Linked DNA regions of Callithrix jacchus: region 1 is linked to region 2. The links are chromatin contacts, called in public Hi-C maps. All regions are on one chromosome and are shown on one strand. Each heading gives the region's core, a stretch centred on a gene start, on an enhancer-like site or on the middle of the called end of the contact. The rest is flanking DNA. Distances are from core to core; before and after follow the strand shown.

Region 1 (4,416 bases), core at 433-2,932, 130 kb after region 2:
TATTTTGCGTCTGGTGACTTACTGGGAAGTTTCAGAACTGTTTAATTGAGACCCCATACTCTTGGCCATCACACAAGTGGGACAGTGTTTCCCGTCCTACTCTCATCTCCACCAACTAGGGTCAAAAGCAATGGAGGAGGCCAGGCGCAGTAGCTCACACCTGTAATCCCAGCACTTTGGGAGGCCAAGGCGGGCAGATCACTTGAGGCCAGAAGTTCGAGACCAGCCTGGCCAACTTGGTGAAATTCCGTCTCCACGAAAAATACAAAAATTAGTCGGGTGTGGTGGTGCATGGGAGGTTGAGGCAAGAGAATCACTTGAACCTGGGGGGCAGAAGTTGCAGTGAGTCAAGATCAGGCCACTGCCCTCCAGCCTGGGTGACAGAGCCAGTCTCCAAAAAAAAAAAAAAAAAAAAAAAAAAGTGATGGAGGAAGAAAGGAAAAACTCTGTCCTGTTGTACAAATCCCAAGTAGAATAAATCCAGAATCAGAACAAAATGCAAGTCTACCTTCTGCCCTTAGCACCTGCACAGATACAGTCTCTATTCTTACAGTTTCCAAGGCATCTCAGAATATTATGGTGATGAATGAGACCCTATTGAATTTTTAAGTGTTTATTTCGGTTAAACAATACACATCATGCTCTTGGAATAGAAAAGGGAAGGTAACAGTTTAATTTGTTTTCAGAAGACGGGTGAGTGTCATGAAAATGGCCCAGGCATACAACCAATTAGGTCGGTGTACGATGCAGTGGTAGAAAGACACTTCCAAATTTAGAGTCAGAAAAATTTACTGGTTTTTTAAAAAGTCACTTACTAACTGTGTGTTTTTGGAAGTTATCTAACCTCTGTGAGCTTCCGTTTCCTCTTCCGTAAAAATGAGATGATAGCAAAGCTCTCTCTCGAGATTATTGAGAGTCACTTGAAATAATGCATGTGAAAAGGCTGCATCCATTTCACCCACAATGCCAGAATTGCCATTAGTACCTAAGCCTCTAAACTCCCGGCTCAGGATTCCTTATAAGTGTTTTCCTGCCCACGTATTTTAAAAATGTACAATGACGGCCTTTTTGAGACTGAAGAGCGTGAAGGTCAACATCAGCAGATGCTGTACATTGTGACCCAGAACAGCATAGGGACAACAGAGACCCCAAGATGCTGTCGAGTGATGAGCGATTGGGGTGACTGGGCCCTTGTTTGCTTTGGTGGTTTGATGGCCCCACTCCTGCTCTCCCAGCAGGGGTCTCCAGTGAGCCACCAGCCAGGCAGGGCCCTCTTGTAGTTTTCCTGGGAGGGAGAAGCAGGTACAATGCATACCGCCCAAGGCAGTTTCCAGAAGCTTGGCCCTTGACTTTCCCTCCTCTCTCAGCCCTCCCACCCAAGTATAAAATGTCCTGGTCAGTCACATGCCTCTCACTTTGGCCCACTGCCCTTTGGAGCTGTATGGTTGCATCTGCTTAGTCTGGCATCCTGGCAGATTTGGCTGGGCTTCTGTAGCCACCGTAGCTACTTCTTCTGCAGGGAAAGCTGAAATCCTCAGCCCCGGCTTGAATTCTCAGCAGCCACTCTACATTCCTTCCCTTCCTGGGTTTCTTCAGCTCTGGTAATCAGATCCCAGAGTAGATCCTCTTGACCCTCCTTAGCCTCTGCACCTCTCCAGACAGGCAGGCAGGAGGAAGGACTGGTTTGGGGACTGCTGTTTACATGCCTGGTTATCCCTGTATCGGCTTTGCCTCCACCTGTATGTGGCAATGCCTGGCAGTGCCTGGGGGGCCTCTCCATGGGGCTTGAGGTGGGTGGAGGAACCTGATTAGGTGACAGGGGATGGGAACAGTGATCATGGTGCCAAAGTGGTAGCACGTGTCTTTCAAATGGCCTGGATTTTATTCATCTGTTCCTTTGTCCTTCCCTTTCACCCAGGTCTGCAGCCAAATCTCCTCCCCTTTCCACAGCAACAAAGCAGTCTCCTCCTCCCACAGACTGGGCCCGGCCTGGCGTCCCAGGTAAACAACCCCATTCTTCCTGTTTCCTCTAGGAATGCTTCAGCTCTTGCTGGTTTCCTCCCTATCCCTTTAACAGGGCTCTAACCCCTCTGGGGAGAGGGGACAGCAGGGAACTATCCCTGTTGGCACAGAGGAAATCCAAGATATAGCAAGAGGGGACAATTTACCAAGTGTCACTGGTGGGGCCAGAATTAGAACCCAGAAATTCCAGCTCCCAGGCTAGCCTCCTTCGTGCTGTAGGCTCTGGACTCCAGCCCTGCACAGGTCCTAGCATTGCTCCTCTGAGAGCTGGGCTCAGCTAATTTCTCAGGCATAGCAAGATGGCCACCAATTCTACCTAGGTGCTCTCAGGCCCCAAGGGGGAGACTACAGTACCATAGGCCTGCCAGGTGCGGTGGCTCACGCCTGTAAACCCAGCACTTTGGGAGGCTGAGGTGGGCAGATCAGGAGTTTGAGACCAGCCTGACAAACTGGTGAAACCTCCTCTCTACTAAAAATACAAAAATTGGATGGGCATGGTGGCATGTGCCTGTAATCCCAGCTATTCAGGAGGCTGAGGCAGGAGAATCACTTGAACCCAGGAGGTGGAGATTGCAGTGAGCCGAGATTGAGCCACTGCACTCCAGCCTGGGCAACAGAGCAAGACTCTGTCTCAAAAAAAAAATACCACAGACCTAATGTCCCAGACCACAAAGCCAGTGCCTCTCACCTTTGGGCCACTATTCCAGATTGCCTCCTGCAGAGGGAACGTATGGGCTGAGGTCTGGAAGAGAGGCTGTTTGCAGAGCTGCCATGGTTCCACAGACCACCTTTCTGCCAATTAGGAAAAAGGCACCTCTTCTGGCCAGCTGCAGCCTCATGCCAGGGCGCACAGCTTGGCGACAGCAGCAAGAGCTGTATCTCAGCTGCCATTCCTCCCCTGATCTGGGTGCCCCTGTACAGTTAATAACCTGCACAGCTGCATGAGATGGCTCTGCACAGACGGTTGGGCAGAAAGGTTGGAAATGACTACAGAGATCTCTGTGCTGTGATCCCAGTGGCTCACGAAGAGCCCTGCCTTTTCTGAGGCCACTAAAAACACCTAGAGGGGAAGCACGCCATCTAGTGGTTAAAATGGGGACGCCAGCATCATGAGCTGCTCTTCACCCGCTCCTGGCAGCCCTCTCCAGAATCTCATAGTCATGGGTTACAGCTGGAAGAGATGTTAGAATATTCAAGATCAACTCTCATCTCTTGTGATATTTTGGCATTAAGAGACCGGTAGCAGAGAGACCACGTAGAAAATTATGAAGATTATCCAGGGGAGGGGTAGATGATTGAGGAGATGTTTTGGGAAGTTGAATCCGTGCAGTTTGGCAGTAGATTGGAGGTGAAAGGAGGAGGGAGAAGGTCTAGCAGAGAACTCCATAAGTATTTGTCAAATAAAAAAACAAATGATTTAATGAAAAGGAAGGAAAAGGAAGGTTCAAAGAGAACTGGGGCTTTGCTCTGAGGGTCTGGTCTATGGCACACCCTCCTCACATACCCCCTCCCTGCAAAGCAAGACAAATTCATGATAGTGTCAGACTATGCTATTCTGAAAGAACCCTCTTTGGGGGAAAGACTCCTAAACTTTTCTCTGGTCTTTTTAACTTCTTCATCATAAGGATGCCTGTCTGAGTGGTAAACCCAGATATCCCAGAAGAGAAGGAGTAATGTTAACCCTAATCTACAGAAAGCAAATTAAGTAGGAGAGAAGAGGTGTATTTAGCCCTCTGGGCTGGACACAGTGCCTGGACCCCTAGGCCCGGATTCCACTCCATCCTTGCAGAATGTTAGATGTCTTTAAGATTGGTTTCATTCCTGACCCCAAATGGGCACAATGTGGTTCTAGGTCTAAGGGTACATTTTCCTATGAAACTAAGCTCAAGAAAGAATATCTGGCTGGTCACAGTGGCTCATGCTTATAGTCCCAGCACTTTGGGAGGCCAAGACAGGAGGATTGCTTGAGCCCAGGAGTTTGAGACCAGCTTGGGCAACATGGTGAAGCCCCATCTCAACAAAGACAATAGCCAGATGTGGTGGCACATGCCTGTAGCCCTAACTGTTCAGGAGGCTGAGGCAGGAGAATGGCTTGAGCCCAGGAGGTTGAGGCTGCAGTGAGCAGTGATTGTGTCACTATACTCTAGCCTGGGTGACAGAGTGAGATCCTGAAGAAAGAAAGAGAGAGAGAGAGAAAGAAAGAAAAGAAAATTTAACAACCCAAATGAGATCAAGGTGCATTTTATAAAGGTACTGATTAAAATACCTTTGATTAAAAACAAAACACTTTCACAAAAGAAAGTGGTAGTTGAGAAAGTAAAATGACGCACAACGTCTGACGTTTTAGGGAAGTTCTATGAAGGCTGAGTTCATGCAGGTTCCCTGTTACCTTCA
Region 2 (4,466 bases), core at 1,480-3,979:
CTTCTCTTTTCTCACCGCTCAAGCAGATTTACCCTGGATCGTGTGTGAAGTGTGAACATCTTACTGTCCATTCACAAACTGCACTTGCCTTTTCCTTCATTGTCAGACAACTGCTGGGGCATGGCGGTGGCTGCTGGCCGCACAGATGCTGAGTGAGACTCGTGGTAGTGATAGCAACGCTGCCAGCACCCTGGACACAGCTGGCAGTTGATTACCACTTGTACTACAGAGGCAGAGAGGGTACTGTAAACAGGATCTTGGGCCATGAGTGCTGAGTTTGGTCCTGAATCTGCTGCATAATCATCATGAGACCCGATACAATTCTAATAATCACTCCAAACATCAGTTTCTTATGTGTGTAGTTGAATGATAATTCACAGTAGTATGGTATTGTTCTGAAGGTCAGAGGAGCATCTATGCTTTGTAAACTGCACAAATATGAGTCCTCCTAGTTGTTATCAGTGACTGGTGAGGATGGCAGATGGTGAAGCTGGCCACATAGGCACAGAGGTTATTGCCAGCAACCAGGGCAGATGGAAGCCTCTGGGGTAATTCTCTGAGAGTTAAACTAGGTAGTGAAACCCACACAGGAAGGGTATAGAGGTGGCCCAAGAGACTGTAAGTTTGAAGCTGAAAAGATTTGGAATCGTCCAAGTTTAGTCACAGCGACAAGGGCGTATATAAAGAGGCAGGACTGGTCTGTGATCATAGCTGGAAATGAGAAGCCCAAGCCTTTGAGCCCTGTTTGGAGAAAAGCTGGGGTAATCAAAAAGCGAGGGTTGGCAGGAAGCCAGAAAAAGACGGAATGTTTCTTTTTTTTTTTTTTTGAGACGGAGTTTCGCTCTTGTTACCCAGACTGGAGTGCAATAGCGCGATCTCGGCTCACCGCAACCTCCGCCTCCTGGGTTCAGGCAATTCTCCTGCCTCAGCCTCCCGAGTAGCTGGGATTATAGGCACGCGCCACCATGCCCAGCTAATTTTTTGTATTTTGAGTAGAGACGGGGTTTCATCATGTTGACCAGGATGGTCTCGATCTCTTGACCTCGTGATCCACCCGCCTCAGCCTCCCAAAGTGCTGGGATTACAGGCTTGAGCCACCGCGCCCGGCCAAAGACGGAATGTTTCTATGAGATCCAGCAGTTCTAGGAGAGCCCTACAGCGAACAGGGACACTTCCCGCACCAGGAGGCATGTTCTGTTGGAGGACAGGGGACTTCATGGGGTCTCCCTGAGAACTTCCGGTGACACTTTACAAGGATGGAGGAACCATCATTTGTTCTGAATCCAAGCCCACTGAGGAGCCTGGAGACCTAGTCAGCATCCCAGAGAAGCACCATGTTTGGCAGACCCGCATATTGGAGACCCTTTCCATTCATCACAGTCACAGCTAACACGCTTGGTGCGGGCACCGTTCTAGCACATGTCTGCCAAGTATTTGTAAGGGTGTCTCACAACAGCTCTGCGAGAACCTTTCAAACTGCGCTGACGTTATGGTTTCTTCTTCAGTCTCCTGGAAGTTTATCATGAGTCAGTTCCTCGAAGACAGACTGCCTCTGATTCTACAGACAGAAGCAAGCTTCGAGGTCTGAAAGCAGTGAACGGACTACAGATTGCGGTGACCCCAGCCCCCACATACACACGCTCGGGGCTGCTCCCTTTAGAGGGCCTGACGTGGAGTCCAGCCAGGCACCCGACTGGCGTCTCTACATTGGCTGTGGACATAGTGGTGGTGGTGATGGTCACAGCTTACCCATGATGTGGCAGATCTGGTGAGAGCCTCAGGCTGGGAACACCTGGGGTGGGGAAGGGACCTCCGAGAAGGAAGACGGTCTTCGGTCCATCAAGTGATGACCTGAGGAGGCTTCCGGGAGTCAGGAGGGGCTGGACCAGCGCCCGAGTCCCACATATATGTGTAACGCACTGGAGTTTGCACTTGCGTGACCCTGTCACCATCACCTCCTGGACTTCTCAGCAGTCTCCCCACTGCTCTCCGTAGAGTAACTCCAGCTCACCCCAAGTCACCCTCTACCCAGCAGCCAGAGGGATCTTTCCGAACATAAATTCCCTCTTCCATCATCACACCCTGCCCAACCTCAGTCCCTTCAGGAGAGAGACCCAGGCCTTGAGACGGTCGACGGTCCAAACCCTCCAAAGTCTGGCCCGGTCGCGGCACCCTGGGACCCCAGCGCATAGAGAGCGCTTAGGTCGTGAACGACTCAGCCGAGCGGCACCGGCGCACCTGGGAAGCGCACCGAGGGAGCCAGCTCCAGCTGACGCGCTGCATGAGCGGAGTCGTCCTTCTCTCCACCGCGAATGCCCGCAGGATGCGAGCGAAAGACCCGCCAAAGGGACGCCGAGGGGGCGCAGTTGGGGCGCGGAGGTGGGGGCGTGAGGCGCGGAACGGGCACGGGGTGGGGGCGGTGAGGCCAGGAGGGTGCGCGGAGGTGGGGGCGTGAGGCGCGGAGGAGGCGCAGTTGGGGCGCGGAGGTGGGGGCATGAGGCGCGGAGGGGGTGGCTTGAGGCGCGGAGGGGGCGCAGTCGAGGCGCGGGACGGGCACGGGGTGGGGGCGGTGAGGCGAGGAGGGTGCGCGGAGGTGGGGGCCTGAGGCGCGGGGCGAGAGCGCGCCCCAGTGTGGCCAGGCGGAGAGGCGCGGCCGCCCGGGCAGTGGGGGCGGTGGGAAGCGCGCGGCCCCCGCGCTCTCAGCGTTCCCTGGCCTGCCCCGGCTAGCTCGGCTTTGATGGCTGCTTCCGCTCCCCATAAAGGCGTGTTTCACGGCCAACGCTGGCCCGGGCTTTACGTCCACCCTCGGGCTCCCTTTGAGCGGCAGAGGGCCGCGGTGAAATCCCCGTCCGACCGGGCCGTTCTGGCTCTAGAGGGAGGCCCAGGGAGCGTGTGCCGGCGGCGTGCTCGGTGCCGGGCTCCGTGCCGAGCCCTGTTCGTTGCTAATCCCGGTTTCTGGCCCTGGGTCCGTTTCCCTGGCCCTGGCCCTGGCCCCGGCCACTTCCCCTCTTTGCGCGTCGGCACCGTGTTTATTAGTTCATTTCCCATCCCCACACCAAGCACTGCCTGGCACAGAGCGGGCACTCGGCAAAGACTTGCGGGATGAGCAGACGAGCACATCTAATGCTCGCAGGCGCCCTCTGCGGTGGGCGCTTACTACTTCCTCGGGAGGGATCTGGGATCCGCGAGGGGCCCCTGCCCAGAACCGTGCAGCCTGTGGAAGGCAGCGGGCGCCGGGATGCCGACTGGATCGGATGAGCTTCTCGGGAGATTCCCAGAGCTTGGTGAACAGAGAGTCTGCCCTGACGGTCAGGCCTAGCCCCACCGTCAATAGCAGCCCTAGGCGGAAGGGCTAGGAGAGGCGGAGGGGCCGCCCTGTGGAAGTGGCGTCCGCAGTGCCGAGCTCCTGTGCCTGGGAGGACGCGGGCGCTGGGCGACCCGCAGGCAGAGCTCCCTCGCTTTCTCACAGCTCGGCTCGCGGGAAACCACGCTGCCCCCTCGGCACAGTGAAGACAGGCAATGGCTGCTCCTAACAGAGGCCTGGCTGGGGAAGGGGCGCTGACACCCCGGAACCCCCTGGGCCCTCTGGAGGATGGAGCGTGGGGGGGGGGGGGCGGGGAGCTCTGTCTTGACCACACAGATGCAACCCATTCTTGGCACACCGGCGTACCTTGCCCGCAGATAGCGCTCTGCTCTCGTGGAGAGGTCACAACTTCCAGCCAACCCTCTGACCAAGGCTCTCTGCCTCTCCCAAGGAGCCCCCAGCACACTGGGTTTCCTCACCACCTGCCTCCATCTCCCTAAGCCCTAACTACTCATCGGAACCTGGAGCTCCCTTCCCTGCCCCAACTGTCCCTCTGTGGACCCCATTACACTACTTTCTGTCTAGCCCAACTGCCCTATCCTTTATGCAGGCTGTCAGGGGCAATGGTGGTGAGCATGGGTTATGGAGTCAGATCGCCTGGGTTCAAATCCTGGCTCCGCCATCTTCTGAGTGTGCGACCTTGGGCCAGTTCCTTTATTTCTCTGACTCAGTTTTCTCATCTGTAAAATTGAAGGAATGGTGGCATCCATCTCATAGGGTGGCTGTGAGGGTTAGAGGGCACACTGCTACAGGCACAGTGAACGTCAGCTCTTGTTGCCAGCCTCCCCCGACGCACAGCACGCGCAGCTTAGTAACTTTACCCTCACCCAACACGTAACGCTAACTTGTCCCTCCTAATGACCTGTCCCTCATTTGGCTTGTCCACGAACTGTGGTTCCTCAATCTCACCACAGGGTGTCTCCACGCCACTGCTCACCAGCCACCCGAGGCCCGGGCTACTGGCTGAGGCCCTCCTGCTCCTGGGGGTCCTGTTTGCGCCTGTCTTGTCTTCAGTGGGGACAGGCTCTGACTCCTCTGGGAAGCTGAGGGCTGTCACTGACCTGCACCCCCTGCCTTGTTGGGGTCAGCGGAGTGGCTTGGA

The links. A called contact is a pair of places that touch in the nucleus more often than the background predicts.
Region 1: a Hi-C map of skeletal muscle shows a contact between it and region 2, with 8 times the contacts expected there. The contact joins two enhancer-like sites. A contact is called at or near these places in 3 of 3 Hi-C or Micro-C datasets (induced pluripotent stem cells and skeletal muscle).

Annotation. Positions count from the first base shown.
Region 1 is chr10:19,948,484-19,952,899 of calJac240_pri, forward strand. It overlaps POU2F3 (POU class 2 homeobox 3), which reads left to right. Exons shown (of 13, transcript XM_017977610.5): 6 at 1,919-2,001. Among named protein-coding and RNA genes, the nearest start is that of TLCD5, 24 kb to the right of the region's middle. Within about 2 kb of position 1,683, at least 3 of the 16 cell types and tissues checked have an H3K27ac peak or open chromatin away from gene starts, as enhancers often do.
Region 2 is chr10:19,813,257-19,817,722 of calJac240_pri, forward strand. It overlaps the pseudogene LOC128929057. Among named protein-coding and RNA genes, the nearest start is that of TRIM29, 28 kb to the left of the region's middle. Within about 2 kb of position 2,730, at least 4 of the 16 cell types and tissues checked have an H3K27ac peak or open chromatin away from gene starts, as enhancers often do.